Regions from separate parts of the Mus musculus genome. Here region 2 is linked to region 1. The links are chromatin contacts, called in public HiChIP or PLAC-seq maps. All regions are on one chromosome and are shown on one strand. Each heading gives the region's core, a stretch centred on a gene start, on an enhancer-like site or on the middle of the called end of the contact. The rest is flanking DNA. Distances are from core to core; before and after follow the strand shown.

Region 1 (4,093 bases), core at 368-2,867:
AAGCAGCTGTGCTCTGTAGTGAGATCCAGAGCAGACTGGCCTGTACAGCAAGACCCTGTCTCAAAAAAGGACATGGACAACCATCTAAAACGGCGTTAAAATCTTCCTCCTGGCCAAGCATGGGGCACACACCTCCCTGCACGAAGAGGGTAGGGGTAGGAGAACTGTTGCAAATTTGAGGCCAGCCTGGCCTAACAGCACAAATCAGTCCAGCCTGGGCTATAAACAATCCCTGACTTTAAAAAAAAATACATATTTCTCTCTAAAATGTTTCTTCAGATCTTCTTCACATACTTCAACCAAAGCAATATGTTATATGATAACTGACACAAAGCAGGAAAAGATATCACAACCCAGCACTGACAAAAATCTTTCTGTGCTCAAAAATTATGTGTATGTGTGGGAAATAAAGTGTATCTGTTCTTATAGGGTATAGCGTATTGTTTTTAAGTAAGTAACACTGATTTTATCTTCATTTTAAATTCTTAGATGCTGGGGCTGGAACCCAGGGCCTCGTGCTTGCTGGGTAAACATTCTCCTGCTGAGAGAGTTCTTTTCTTCTCATTCTCCCTCTTGTAACCCCAGCTTGTTGGAGTTGGAAGTTTGAATTGTTGGAACCTGGCAAGAAGAATTCTCAGGATGTGAAGGACTCATACAAACCACATCTACCTGCTGAGAGGAGAGATGCCTTCCCCCACAGAATTAGCCAGACGCTTCAAAAGTCTGCTTATTATCTGGACTCAAGATGAGCAAAGGTCACATGGTTCTTTTTTGTTGAGCTGGAGACAGAGGTTCGTGGACTCCAGCCAAGCGCTCTGCCTCTGGGCTGTCTCTAGCACTCTGTATGACTGGGACTCAAGATCATCTGACCTTGAACTCATCCTACAGTCCAGGCAAACCTTGAATTTGTGATCCTCTTGCCTCAAACTGGGATAAAGGCTGTGCCACCTCGTTCAGCTTGAGGACTCTTTCCAAGTTACAGCTTTCTCCTGCCGGAGCTCAAAATGTAAGAAAGTCTCTAGACAGACAGTTATAATAGATAGTTAAATATAGATAAACTGGCTCAGTAGAATAGACAGTTTTTAAATTATGGTTCTCACTCAGCACACAGTGAAGGCATTGTTACGGAAAGCAAATCTGTCCCAAACCAAAACCAAACAACAGGCACCGCATCCGCAGGACCCAGCCGAGGTCCTGACCCAGTGTGGTCTCTCTGACACCTGCTCCTTCCAACGCTTCAGCCTGTAAGATATCACAGCACATCCTCGCTTTCCCAAGAGTGTTGCTGTGAGAGCCTTCTCCCCTACCCAGGCTAACGCTCGCTCTATTTATTGCATGGATTATTCTCACCTCCCTGGTTTGTGCTTGTTACTTCTAACAACAGCGGGTGCACAGGAATTTAGGAAGGCTTTTCTAGGCCCGAGATGGAAGTTCATGGTCAGGTTTTAGGGTTTTTGGTTTTTTGTTGTTGTTGTTGTTGTTTTGTTTTTCCCATTTTTGGCTAAATAAAGCAATGGAAGAGTCTCCAAGGCATGCACGCTGTGCAGAGTTCAGGACTTGTGTGGTGATTCAGCATTGACTTTTAACCCTCATGGTTTTCCGGAAAATCATACAGTTACCGAGAAAACCAATATAACACTGGCTTTGAGCCCAATAGGTACACATTGGGATTATGAAAGGCGGGACCTTACTGTGTGTCTCCTATTATCTTTTCCTCCTTTTAGATGGGACCCAGAGGTTGCAAACCGTAGGCCAGTGTTCCATCACTGAGTGAACCCTACCTCTGTCCCAGCTGCCAGGGTTCTGATCATTGCTGCAAGTCCTTCTAAGTCTGGAACAGTGATGAGTCGTCTCATCGAATCATGTGGCCTGTATCAATAATATATATGCTCAATAATATATATACTCTGACACTAAGAAGCCAGTAAGTGTTATTTAATTCTTTTAACTTTTTTTTTTTTAATTTGAGGCACACTTGTGCCACAGCAAGTGGAAGTCACAAGACAACTTGGTGGAGCCAGTTCTCCTTGCACCATCCATGTGGGCCCTAGGGATGAACTCAGTCACCAAGCTTGATGGCAAATACCTTGACCTGCTGAGTCATCTCACTGGCTCAATGACGTTATTTATTTACCTTCTAAGGAAAAAAGGAGAGGAGTGACTGAGGTACCCACTTCCTTAAAGTACTTGCAGGGTAGAAGTTATTTCAGGTTTTTGACATCACAGTGCTAAAGTAGGTACTGGGTGCTAGGTACTCGGCATTCCTTAGAAGGCATTTGAGAATCAGTACTTTTGCTTTTTTTTATTTATTTATTTATTTATTTATTTATTTATTTATTCATTCATTCATTCACTCTCTCTCTCTCTCTCTCTCTCTCTCTCTCTCTGTGTGTGTGTGTGTGTGTGTGTGTGTGTGTGTGTGTGTGTGTGTGTGTATGTGTGTGCTACATCCTGAATCGGGCACCAGCAGCAAGAGACCTTGCCCCAGTATACAAAGCGCATGGCAATCTATGAAGGCACGGGACATCAACTTTTGGCCTCACGTGCACGTGTCCCAGCACATACTTGCGCCTTCACATGTGCACTCACTCTCACACACACACACACAAAGGATCAGTGGAGCAGAATGCTAAAGCCCAAGGGGCTCTCTCTCTCTCTCTCTCTCTCTCTCTCTCTCTCTCTGTGTGTGTGTGTGTGTGTGTGTGTGTGTGTGTGTGTGTGTGTGTGTGTATGTGTGTGCTACATCCTGAATCGGGCACCAGCAGCAAGAGACCTTGCCCCAGTATACAAAGCGCATGGCAATCTATGAAGGCACGGGACATCAACTTTTGGCCTCACGTGCACGTGTCCCAGCACATACTTGCGCCTTCACATGTGCACTCACTCTCACACACACACACACAAAGGATCAGTGGAGCAGAATGCTAAAGCCCAAGGGGCTATCTCAAAAACATGAGCCTGGAAATGAGCTGATGGAAATCCTGCTGTTCAAAGGAACAAAGCCACTCATGAAGCTACAAAAAGCTGCAGACCCCAGTTTCTCACAGAGTGCTCTGAGCCGCGAGCCTGCTCCCTCTCTGGTGTTCTACCCTTTATCCATTGTCTACTCAGACACCACATCCTAGAGACCCCTCCCTTACAGATTTCATTGTTTACCAAATGTTATTTCAGTTCAGGGGGAGAGTAGTAGCCGGGCTGCGCAATCTTGGGCAAGAATGTGCCCACTGAGTCTGTTCTTAGGTTCAGTTTGGCATTCTGACTCACAGAATGGTCAAGCACTTTGGGGTCCCTCAGTTCCTTCTACGTCACTACCTTTGCTGTGTCCTGTCAGAAAATCAGGGTACCTTGACCACTCTGTTTTCACCAGAGGAATTGGGACACACAGAAGCATTGGACATCCCCAGCTGCTGATAAAGATATTTAGGTTGTGGTTGCATAGAACACTAGAGAGTGCGGTCTATCTGTGAGACCATTTCCAGAGGGGTCATAATGAGGATAAAAGACCCGCCCTAAATGTGGGTGGAGCCATCTCATGCGCTGCAGTCTGAGACTGAGTAAGAGGAAGTGAGCATCCTTAAGTCGCTCCTCAGGCATCTTGTCACAGCAACAACAAAGTACCCAACGATCTTCATGTAAAGTCCTCTCCTGACCCTTGGCTATGGACATTCCCATGTCATCCCTTTTCCTCACTAGATTAGCCGTTCTTAACCTCCTAATGCTGCGACCCTTTAATAAAGTTCCTCATGTTGTGGTAACTCTAACCATTATTGTCGTTGCTACTTCATAACTGTAAGTTTGCTACTTTTATGAGTTAGGATGTAAATTCAATGTCTGCTTTCTGATGGTGTTTGTGAAAGGATTGTCTGGGGGTCGAGACCCACAGGTTGAGAACCACTGATCTAGAAGCTGAGCTGAAGCCTTGTATTAAGTACATGTCCCTGGTAAATGCGTGGGCCTGGTGTGTAGTACTCTCTTTGGATCCCAGTTGACTCCAACCCAACACACCTTTGTGGAAACTCCCCTGACACATCTTTTGGGGTGTCTCCAGTCACATGCTCTAAGCAATATAGGAAAGGAATAGCATACCTTAATA
Region 2 (4,072 bases), core at 1,309-3,808, 370 kb after region 1:
CATTCGATGCTGTGTACATTCTTTCTGTTTAGACTGTCATTCAGTTATCTGTACTCTTGAAATTGTACAAATGAGCTTGTCACACTGTGGTCTGTTCATGGCAGATGGAAGATTCAGAAGGGACGGTGAGACAGATAGGTGCATTTTCTGAAGGCATCAACAATCTCACGGTGAGTGTGTACAGTGAGTGTGTGCAGCAAGTGTGTACTGTGAGTGTTTGCAGTGAGTTGCAAATGTTATTCTAACAGCACCCAAAGCCACAAACACCTCCTTGCATGTTGGAGGCATGTGCTAAGCTCGGGACTCTGTGTAACTCCATGTCCCTTGTTTTTCAGCACATGTTAAAGGAAGATGACATGTTTAAGGATTTTGCTGCCCGCTCCCCGAGTGCCAGCATCACAGATGAAGACTCCAACGTTTGAGCAGAGCACCTGGGCAAATGCCAGGAGCACAGATGTCATTTTCTAACTTGGTTTCTCGGATAGTGAATACAGCAGGTGACAGGTTGTGCATTGTTTATTGTTTGGTCTTCTGCTCACTCAGAAGGAGAACTGTCACACGGAAATGGTGCCAGTTCTGAGGATACTGAGAAAAAAGACACTGGTGAACGGAAGTGCGCTTGCTCTGCCTCTATTTAATGTAAAGTCTGTGACATATGTTGCATTTACGATTGGGTGTTTACCAGAGTGCTTCGCTCACATCCCCAGGAGGGAGGATCTGGCCACATCAGTGTTCACTGCAGCCGTCTGAGCGGAAAGAGCTGCTCCCCAGATCCAAGGCCACCATGCCAGCAGCACCTCCACTTGCCTCTCACTGTCTTATTTTTATATATTTTTCTAAATACGTGTATATATACAGTATACAGAAAGCAGAACCTTTATTTTGTGACACAAGGATCAAAAGATCATATTAAAACGAAGAAACCCCAATATTTCAATGATCATATACCAGCTGATTCCTGAAGATACCAGAGTCCCATTTTTTTTCCACTGCTGAATTTTAACAGTGTTACCATTCAGGCTAAATTCTACTTGATAAACTTCTTTGGCTCCCACAAAAATTGCTGAGCAGTTTGGAGCTTGGACTTTAATCTTGACTCCATTTGCTTTATAATGAAGAATTTTAGGGTATTACCACATCAACTTGAAGCCTTTGGATGCACTCATATACCCATCAGAAAAGTTTTTGTTAGAATAACTTTGGAAAAACAAAAAAAACAAACAGAACCTTTACATCTTAAGTTTCTTTTTTTTTCCCTTTGCTAAACTCATCATTATGTTGAACTAAGGAGTCCTGCCTAGCCATGTCGATTGTACCTTACACTCAGACTGTCAGCTGATGGGGCTTCGTATTATTTCAATCAGAACCCAAATATTTTAAAGCTGTAGAACATTTTCTAATGGCTATCCTGTCCAACAGCAGGTTGCTCATGTTTTCTGTCACACAGGGCCCAAAGGCTTTTTGTAAAGAAAATAGAAAGCTACAAAGCAGCTGTTGAGTGGTATGTGTCTATGAGTGTTTTCAGCAGGGTTGGAGACAATCTACTTTTCATTCAGGGCTACTCTAAATGAGATCCCCTGTGTTCTGGACAGGAGCTTAGACACTGGGGGACAGGTGGACAGGTCACTTTACAGTGATAGATCTGGTGATAGCTATTTCCAAATGTCAGCAGTATGCCGTTTTTATGCTCTGCAGGTTATAAAGCTGTTCATTGTGAACCTTGTAACACTGCTGGTTATTTCTAATTAAATTATCAGATGCTAACATGCTCCCATTCATGATTTCATGACAATATTGGCTTCTTCCTGTATTGGGGTTTTAGTTTAACATGAATAAATACCACCATTTGAAAGCTCAGTTTGTTATTAGAACCTGGTTAAAATACCAGCAGACTGTTACAGATGCCAAATATTCTTTATCAAGGACAATGTAACAACTGATGATATGTGATAAAGTTAAAAACTTTTGATTATATATTTTATTTACAAAAGTATTATGCAAAGTTTGCATTACCTTATGAGAGGAAATAAAGTCAATTGATAATTGCCTTGTGTATTTGTCATTGTTTCTTTGTTCAGAAAAACAAAGTCTTCATTTCTGGTGGAAACAGTAACTGATTTTTGTTTGTAAACTTGCACGTTTGATTGAGTTTTTTTGAATCAGACAAATTGAGATCTCTGCTTAAGAAGTACATATAAAAGGAAATGCCAGCAACCTGCCTGGGGAAGGAAGGGTCAGAACAGATGCGTCAAAAAAGGGAAACAGAAGAGACACAAGCTTAGAGACATTGGTTGGAGAATGTAGGAGTCTAACCCATACATTCACGTGCTGGTTTTATTTTGACTAGTTTTTAGAAACAGGAGCCACATCCAGGAAGAGATCAAATGTAGCCTGTACATAACCTGGAGTAGAGCAGGTGTTTTGTGTGAAATTGTCATTTGTCACTTGGCAAGCATCAGGAATCTGTGAGCACAACACACCCAGTTGACAAACGGGGCCCTCCCTCACATGTTTGTCTAGCCTCGGGTCTATATGGCTAGCCACATCAAGGAAGCTGTGGCATTAGGAAGCTGGTGGTGGCTTTAACAGATGTGGCTTTGCTGAAGAAAATCTATGAGAAAGAGGCAGTTCCCGGTGACATTCACATGCTGAATAGCTAGAAGCAGCATTTACTGGGTGTGAGAAAATGGGACAAAAGGCTTCACAGCAGGTAGCTCCGAAGGACAGCCAGGAGGTTCTTGCCATGTGTGAGGTGGTCAGTGCGGCTATTTCCCATGCAGCGCAGAAGCTGAAGGAGTACCTCGGGTTTGAGTATCCGCTGAGCAGACTCTGCCTTGCAGCGAGTTCACTGACTGAGGTCTTCCTCGTCCACTTCGTTACCTTCTGCCAGGAAAGGGGAGCGGATGAGTGGCTCACCACCACCAAGATGACCAAGCACCAGGCCTGGCTGTTTGGAGCAGACTGGATTTGGACCTTCTGGGGACCTGATAAGCAAATACGGCTTCAGGTGGCAGTGCAGACTCTGAGGATGGCTTCGCTCCCTCTGACGGACCCAAAATCCTGTGAGTCAAGGGGAGAGGAGTCTTGGAAAAAAGGCAGATTTGACAAGCTGCAAGAGTTCTGTAACTTGGTAGGAGAGGACTGTCTGGGTCTGTTTATCATCTTCGGTGTGCCTGGAGAACCTAAGGCTATCAGAGGCGTTGTCCTGGAGAGTGTCAGAAACGGGATGATGGAGAGCCAGCTGCCAGGACGAAAGGCTGTGGAGCAGTTTGTGCTGGAAACAAAGGACTGTATCTCCATCAAAGAGCTGCTAGGGAACTGTCTGAGTAAAAGAGATGGGCTGAGTGACATGGGCAGAGTTTACATCCGCATCCTCTAAACTGGGCATGTTGCTGTGACTGGCCTGTGAGACAGAACAGGAGGACAATCCCCAACACAGGGCTATCCACCCCCTACATTGACTGAAAGTGATCCCTGGGTTAAAACTTGCTAGTGTCCCAGTTACGGAAAAGAAAAGAAAAAAAAAATAGCTGTTGCTGTGTCTTGGGAAATTTTACTTTGGGTTTTGTTTATTCAAAACTAAAAATTGGAAGAGAAAATGATAAATTATACATAAAGTTTGATTTGGAAAAAAAAGTTGTCTTTGAACTCATCTCATAGTCACAAGCTTAAAATGTTACTGCTGTTGTAAGGAGAGCAACTGTTCATGAGGTGTGGTGGGGATGTCAGTTTTGGTTCAGGACTCCTAAAGAAAACTTCCCACTGCTGACCTTCTGAGCCCTCCCTCCACAATTGCTTCTTCCCAGCAACTCCACAAATAAAGGACTTTCAAAGTATTTAACATAGGGTTCAACTGGGTGTTAGCTATACCATGAGTTACTGAGTCACCGGTGAAATATGTGTATTCGCAGTAAGGAATGTATTTTCAAACACAATGGTCATATTTTCTAAAATGTCTTCTTGGGACTTAACAATATAAAGAGCAATTGCCACTATTTACTGACCTCGTGTTGGGCCCAGTGCTTTAAATATATTATTATAATTTGCACATGAGGCTCTATTAAGAAGTATG

The links. HiChIP or PLAC-seq counts read pairs in DNA pulled down with a chosen protein or histone mark.
Region 2: a FOXA1 HiChIP or PLAC-seq map of pancreatic cancer cells shows a contact between it and region 1. The contact joins the promoter of Rep15 here to the enhancer-like site in region 1. A contact is called at or near these places in 5 of 39 promoter capture datasets (the 3T3-L1 cell line, the C10 cell line, the HPC-7 cell line and 2 more), 1 of 115 datasets of contacts at active chromatin or transcription factors (pancreatic cancer cells) and 2 of 9 other capture datasets (adipose tissue and pancreatic islet).

What each region holds. Positions count from the first base shown.
Region 1 is chr6:146,663,489-146,667,581 of GRCm38.p6, forward strand. It overlaps 4930479D17Rik (RIKEN cDNA 4930479D17 gene), which reads left to right. Exons shown (of 3, transcript NR_046277.1): 2 at 586-1,006; 3 at 1,725-1,915. Among named protein-coding and RNA genes, the nearest start is that of 4930479D17Rik, 8.3 kb to the left of the region's middle. Within about 2 kb of position 1,618, at least 39 of the 459 cell types and tissues checked have an H3K27ac peak or open chromatin away from gene starts, as enhancers often do. A contact at or near this core is called in liver and pancreatic cancer cells, where this site is marked.
Region 2 is chr6:147,029,979-147,034,050 of GRCm38.p6, forward strand. Rep15 (RAB15 effector protein) reads left to right here and starts at 2,559. Exons shown (of 1, transcript NM_025620.2): 1 at 2,559-3,540. The coding sequence starts at 2,687. The coding sequence ends at 3,379. It overlaps Ppfibp1 (PTPRF interacting protein, binding protein 1 (liprin beta 1)), which reads left to right. Exons shown (of 31, transcript NM_001355728.1): 30 at 105-170; 31 at 336-2,047. The coding sequence ends at 422.